Regions from separate parts of the Mus musculus genome. Here region 1 is linked to region 2. A link is a contact called in public HiChIP or PLAC-seq data. All regions are on one chromosome and are shown on one strand. The core of a region is the stretch at or near the end of the contact, and the rest is flanking DNA. Distances in the headings are between cores, read along the strand shown.

Region 1 (3,338 bases), core at 245-2,744, 190 kb before region 2:
AAAGCAACACATCTAACAATTCAGCTACCATAATGATGGTTCACAGACTGCTCCTCTCTCCTCAAATGTCCCCAGTTCTCAAAGTCTGGGTGTTCCAGTCTTCTGCCTGTATAAATTTTTTTTTTTAATTTAAAAAACAAACCAACCAACCAACGGGAACCTTACATAGTCTAGATTGGCCTTGAACTCAGCATATAGCCCATGTGCTGTGGTCACAGTTGTGCACCACTGTACCACGTAGTCATTGTGCTGGAGCCCAGGTTTTATGCATGTGTTACCAACTAAGCTATATCCCCATCTTGAGATGTCAGTTCTAATACAGAGGAGAGGCAGCCTGAGAAAGCACTATTGTGCACATGGATTTCTTATTTATTTATTTGTGGTTGCTGGGATTTGAACTCAGGACCTCTGGAAGAGCAGTCAGTGCTCTTAACCACTGAACCATCTCTCCAGCCCCAACACATGGGTTTCTTAAGACAGAGCTGCAGAACGCATGGTGGCGATCGCCTTTAATCCCAGCACTTGGGAGGCAGAGGCAGGCAAATTTTCGAGGCTAGCCTGGTCTACAGAGTGAGTTCCAGGACAGCCAAGGCTACGACAGAGTTTTGAAAAACCAAAAAAAAAAAAAAAAAAAAAAAAAGAAAAAGAGAGAGAGAGAGCGAGCTGCAGAGTGTTGTTGGAGTTTATGAACGCTTCTGAGAAACAGTAGGTACTTAACGAATACTAGTGTACCGAATGGCTACACTATTTTTTTTTTTTGGCTTTTTTTTTTTTTTTTTTTTTTTTTTCCGAGACAGGGTTTCTCTGTTGTAGCCTTGTCTGTCCTGGAACTCTCTCTATAGACCAGGCTGGCCTCGAACTCAGAAATCCGCCTGCTTCTGCCTCCCAAGTGCTGGGATTAAAGGCGTGCATCACCAGTGCCCGGTCGAATGGCTAAATTTTAACTTACATTTTCATGTGTTTATTAAATAAGTAGTCCCTAAATGTGCCCACGATGTTATGAGAATAGGGAGAGATTTACTTCAAGAATAAAAATGTGTGGCGCACGCCTGTTATCTCAGCACCTCGAGGTGGAGGCAGGAGGATCAGAAGTTCATCTAGGGCTACATAGAAAGTTTGAGGCTACTTTGAATTACGTGAGGCCTTGTCTAGAAAACAAAAACAAACAAGTCTAAACATACAAACATGTAAATTTATTTTAAAAAGAGGGTGAACCTGGTGGGTGATGTGGGGAGAGTAGGGGGAGAAAATTAGGAGTAGATGTGCCTAAACCACAGCGTTTATACATCAACAATGTAAAACAACAACAACAAGAGATATTCTATTTTTTTAAAAAGAATTTGAACTATGGATTTTCCTGTAAACTGCAAGATAACCGGGACACCAGTCTCACTCAATCCTTTTTGCCGGGAACCCGCCCCCATCGACATGCTCGGGACCTTCTACTTTGGTCTAGTCGGGAGAACTAGTGCAAGCGCTCTTGGGAGAAACTTGGGCCAGCGGCGGTCGACTAGTCAGGCCTGAGGAAGATGGCGTCGTCGGAGCAGGCAGAGCAGCCGAACCAGGTGAGGGGAGTGGGACTGCCCCGTCGCGACTGTCAGGGGTCGCGGCTGGGGCGCCGCTGGGCGCGCGGCAGGCAGTGGGGCGGCGACCCTGACGCCTTGAAGCGGAGGACCCCCGATTTAGTGTTTTCTCTGGGCCCCGCCCCTCTCCGGTCCTCCCGGCCCGGCTCCTCCCCCGGTGACCCCGCTCTCACCACAGTCCCGGGTCGGGGTCTCGACCGGGTCTCAGGCCCTGGCTTCCCGCTCGGCGACCCCTCGGAGCCCTCTGGGCTTGGTCAGGAAGGGTGGCGGGCTCCGGTTAGGTCCTCAGCACACAGCTGCAGGGCCCTGCTGGAGGAGAGAGAGGTGGGGAAGGCTCGTTGGTACCCGGCTGTCCCCTGTCGGGAGGGGCCTGGCGACTCCCGCTCCCACGGCCTCAGCCCCCAAAGTGCCAGCATCTGGGGCTTCATTCACCATGGGGCTTTCTTTCCTTTTCAAGTTGGGGCGCCGCTCTGAGGACTCCTTCCCTCCCAGTGCGTTAGTAGAAAGGGGACGTACTTTAAATAACAGACGCCACTGAGCTTTAGCTGAGGATCCAACCCTCGCTTGGCTGGGTTTGGTTGTCTTAGCCAAGGACTCCCCTCCGAGTTCTTCACCTGCAGATTTAACCAAATCCCGCTTCGCTTGTGGGACAGTGAGGGCCACTGTTGATGCTTGGGCTGCCTGGAAGTCGTGCTGATATGGCCTCGGAAGGGGTTTCTAAGCCAAAGGCGGAGTGGGATGTGGAGAGGGTTTTACCACCAGTGTGCTGGCAGGCAGAGGGCAAGTTATGTTTACTTTTGATTTTTTGTTTATTTTTGTGTACATGTGCGCAGCATGGTGCTGGTGGGAGGCAGAGGACAACTTTGCCGGAAACGGTTCCCCCCTCCGTCCGCCATGTGGATCTCAGATGGAACTCAGGTCCTCAGGCTTAGCAGCAACGCCTTTTGCCTGCTCAGCCTTCTCTTTGGCCCCAGGGCAGTGCTGCTTATCTTAAGTCTCTCTTCTCTTAGTAAAGTGCAGAAGTGGGTAGCAAGGTTTTGTAGCGAGCCCTAAATCACGTGCACCGCCGGGCCTTGATTTCAGCTCCCGAAGAAGTGTCTCTGCTCTCTGGCTATCTTATGTTTCAATGTGATTAGGATAGACCTAGGAGGAGCAATATTTTTAGCCTGGGAAGCTCATCATTCATTTGTCAACATCTTGAAGCACCTTAAAGAGTTTTAAACCACTTACAGATATTTCCCTTCCTTCCTAGGCAGAGGACTACTACTTAGAGTCTTACTGCCTTTCTACTTGTGATAAGTCGATTAGGGGGAATCACACTTAAAGGCGCTGGACACTCAGATCAGCCTCTGTTAGTGGTGTGAGTGATTCAGGAGGAATGTGTGTGCTGTAAGGCATGGGAAACAATTAGGACCAACTCTGGACTCTGCAGTGTCTGAAAGAGGGACCTTCCTTTCTTGTGGTATCCCACCTCGCATGCTAAACTGCAGCGAGCCTCAGGGTCTGAATTTTTTTCAAACCTCTGTAGGGATTGAACTGTGTCCACAGTTTCTGGAGGTCCAAGGTCTTTCAGGGTTTGGCCACCTTTGTGTGGGTTGAGCCTGTTTCTCCTTTGCCCTCCTTTCCAGAGCTGACAGATGACATTGCGTCAGAATGTGCTGGAAGCCTGAGGAAAAAGTTGTCCTGTCCTGTCACTATCTAACAATACACTGCAAATACACACTTAAAAAATATGTTATGAATGGGGCTGGAGAG
Region 2 (2,885 bases), core at 179-2,678:
ACGGTCCACCATGTTGTTCTGAAGGGTGGATATTCTGCCCAAAGTCTGTGAGGCAGTGCTCCTGAAGTTCCTTCTTCTTGGTAAAACAGATGCCTTGGGGCCTTTTTTGTGTGCCTAAGAATAAGGCCCCAGCCTCTCCGCTGGAGTTTTTAAAAGCTGTTCCATATTACAGGCAGGTTCAACAGACACACGCAGAATGTGTCTTCTACCCAAGCAGACCATGGCGCATCCCAAGAGGATATGAGAAGTGAGGCCTGGCCTGGGGTGTAGACACTCCCGGATCTAGAGCTGGTGGGCCTGAGACCTCAGCTTTATCAGATGGACATGCCTCCTGGCCAGGCCGCCTGCTCTACGCCTGTCATTAATTTACTATTAGATGGGAAATTACTCCTCACCCAGGAATATAAGTTTTCATCTTATTTTAAGTTGCATTCTTAAAACAATTACCAGGGCATCTGGCGATGACTTCACCACACTACCCAGGCCCTGCAGGGGAGAAGGGCAGCCCTGAAGCTGCACAGGCTCCGCTCCAGGCCCTAAAGGAGCTGGAGGGACTCAGAGCCCCAGCCTCCGCTCTGACCCTGAGAGAGCAGTGGACACACTAGGAGAGGCTCCCTCCCGTGCCACCCGCCCCTGAACCCACCGGTGACAGTTGCTGAAAGCCTCAGCAGCTGGTGCTGCGGGAGCGTTTTCTATTTTTAATTGTTTGATCGGAATATTAACTCATCTAGGCCCGTTCCCAAAGCACAGTCCCAGCCAAAGGGTTTCCCCCATTTCCCACACCTCCTTTCTCCCCCTCTGCAGTCAGAATCAACGTTGAAATTAATAATCAGAGACACACAGGCCTCTGTGCATTTGCAAGAGATCAGAGTATAGAAGATTTAAAGAAAAAAAAAAGAAGAAGAAGAAGAAGAAGAAGGCAGCCTCCTCCATGATCCAGAGAGGCCTTAGGGCTGGTCCTGGCCTTCCCTGCTCTCTGAGCGTTGGCCCTCGGCTCCAGGGCAACAGTGGTTGCTCCGGCACACAAGCACAGCCACTCTGACACCATCCTTACACTTCCTGGCATTCCCCGCTGGCCAGCACAGCTCTTTGCCCTGGGTCCAGACCAGCTGGGCGAGAGGCTGGCTTTTGTTGTAGCTTTTCCGCATCCACTTAGAGAAAGGGAGCTCTTGGGTGAATTGGCGAGCAACTCTTCTATGGTTACCACAAGGACCGGGCCATCTACCAAGGGCAACGGTGTGGTACTTGAGCTTGGGCTAGGTAGGCCTCTGCCGAGTCTGCTGAGTACAAACCTGGCCCTGTCACTTTCATGGGAACCCCTTCTTAGGAAAGGTCTCCCACCTAGCCCAAGGGCTCCTGTCTGCCTGGCCCTCCTCTTTCCAATGCTCCCAGCCGTCCACTGTTCCGCTCTTCCTTTCAAGGTCACGGGGCCGTCCACACCAGGAATATTTACTCACCAGACTGGCCCTGTTAGCAGCACTCACCACAAATATGCTTTCTGATAAAGTTGGCAGAAAAAAAAAATTCTAGAGTTCAAAACAATGTCAGAAATTAGCCCCCACCCCCTTGGCCTTCCAGGGTGAGGTGGGGCCTGGAACAGGTCATGCGACTCTCTGGGGACATGCCTGGGGAACTTTGCTTACTTTCTCTCTTGCTTTGCTCCTGAAGCTTTACCTCCAACATACAGCCCATGGCCCGGGCATTGAGGCCTGGGGACTAAGCTGAATACTGGGTTTTGAGGAAAAGTCTTCCCGCAACCTTCGGAGCACAAGGCCAGGCCAGGCAGCCTCTACCTTGGCTGCTCCCTGGGCCGTCTCACCTCACTGAGCCCCCTCCCCCCATCCCGTCCTCTCTCTGTGCACATGGGCTTTAATGTTTTTATTACCTGTTTGACTCGCTGCCTTATTGCTTCTCCCCTTAATGGGGCCGTAACCGTGGAAACGAGGAATAAACGGCCACCAGAAAATGAGATGATTAAACAGGTCACCCTGGCAAAACAAACTCGGCTAAGGAACCTCTGGGGGTGGGGAGGGGAGGCTACCCCTCCCCCATCTAGAGCCGGAAGGCACAGGACCAGAGCTGTCCATAGGCCCAGATCCCTAAAAGGACTGGGGCAGATGCAGTAGGGTGCCCCCTACTGGTCAGCAAAAATACCCAGTCAATCCTCAATGAACCAGACCTTCCAGCTTGCTCTAGCTTTGGGCTCTCAGGCAGCAGGGAGAGAGGCACCTGTCAGAGGGAAACGAAGGCTGAGACCATGAAGTCTGGAAATACAGAGTTCCAGTAGCCTCTAACTGAAGTGGGGATCCCTGTCCCAGGAGGCTCAGCCTGGCTCCTCCAGTCTCCTGTCCTCATGTAGCAAGTTCCCTCCCAGGGGTCCCCTTAATTCAAGGACAGAGTCCTATAAGAAAAGATCAACTCTGGAATGTACGCTGTGGGAATCCCTGGAGTCTAGAGAAACACAAAGTATGTGGCTCTCTTCCGCTGTTTCCTCCAAAGCCAAGGGCTACCCTGGCCTCAACCCAGGCCACACACAAGACAGGCTTTAGGAAGGGGTCTCTTTAGCCAAGCACGTAGGCCTCTGGCAGGGCCTGTGGGACTGGAAAGTAAGCCTGGGAGGTGGTGTTAACCATGGTTCCTCTACTAAGGCCCAAACATAAGACAGAGCTTGTAAGCTTTGGTAGTCTGGGCTGGTCCCTCATTCTAGCCTACCTGCTATACTAGTCAGCCCACGGAGGGTTCTTAGCCTAGAGAACAGACATCCTGGACTGAAGCCTGCTTGTCAGGACAGGAAATGGGATAGATGGACCACAGAGAAAGGAGAGGAAGAGCCCACACTACTGTGGCTACTGCTCTCTTGTTTCCTTGGACAGCAGCGTGACCTT

Evidence for each region. HiChIP or PLAC-seq counts read pairs in DNA pulled down with a chosen protein or histone mark.
Region 1: an H3K4me3 HiChIP or PLAC-seq map of embryonic stem cells shows a contact between it and region 2, with 16 read pairs. The contact joins the promoter of Pex14 here to the enhancer-like site in region 2. A contact is called at or near these places in 9 of 39 promoter capture datasets (the HPC-7 cell line, embryonic stem cells, hematopoietic stem and progenitor cells and 3 more), 2 of 484 Hi-C or Micro-C datasets (bone marrow-derived macrophages and regulatory T cells), 5 of 115 datasets of contacts at active chromatin or transcription factors (the 230-238 cell line, embryonic stem cells and stem cell-derived neural progenitor cells) and 4 of 9 other capture datasets (adipose tissue, liver, macrophages and 1 more).

The regions. Positions count from the first base shown.
Region 1 is chr4:149,097,999-149,101,336 of GRCm38.p6, reverse strand. Pex14 (peroxisomal biogenesis factor 14) reads left to right here and starts at 1,494. Exons shown (of 9, transcript NM_019781.3): 1 at 1,494-1,565. The coding sequence starts at 1,530. It overlaps Gm46722 (a long non-coding RNA gene), which reads right to left. Exons shown (of 3, transcript XR_003955172.1): 1 at 2,198-3,338; 2 at 1,757-1,892; 3 at 1,559-1,660.
Region 2 is chr4:148,907,539-148,910,423 of GRCm38.p6, reverse strand. All of the region lies in intron 4 of Casz1 (castor zinc finger 1), which reads right to left. Among named protein-coding and RNA genes, the nearest start is that of Gm15969, 8.9 kb to the left of the region's middle. Within about 2 kb of position 1,428, at least 40 of the 459 cell types and tissues checked have an H3K27ac peak or open chromatin away from gene starts, as enhancers often do. A contact at or near this core is called in embryonic stem cells and pancreatic islet, where this site is marked.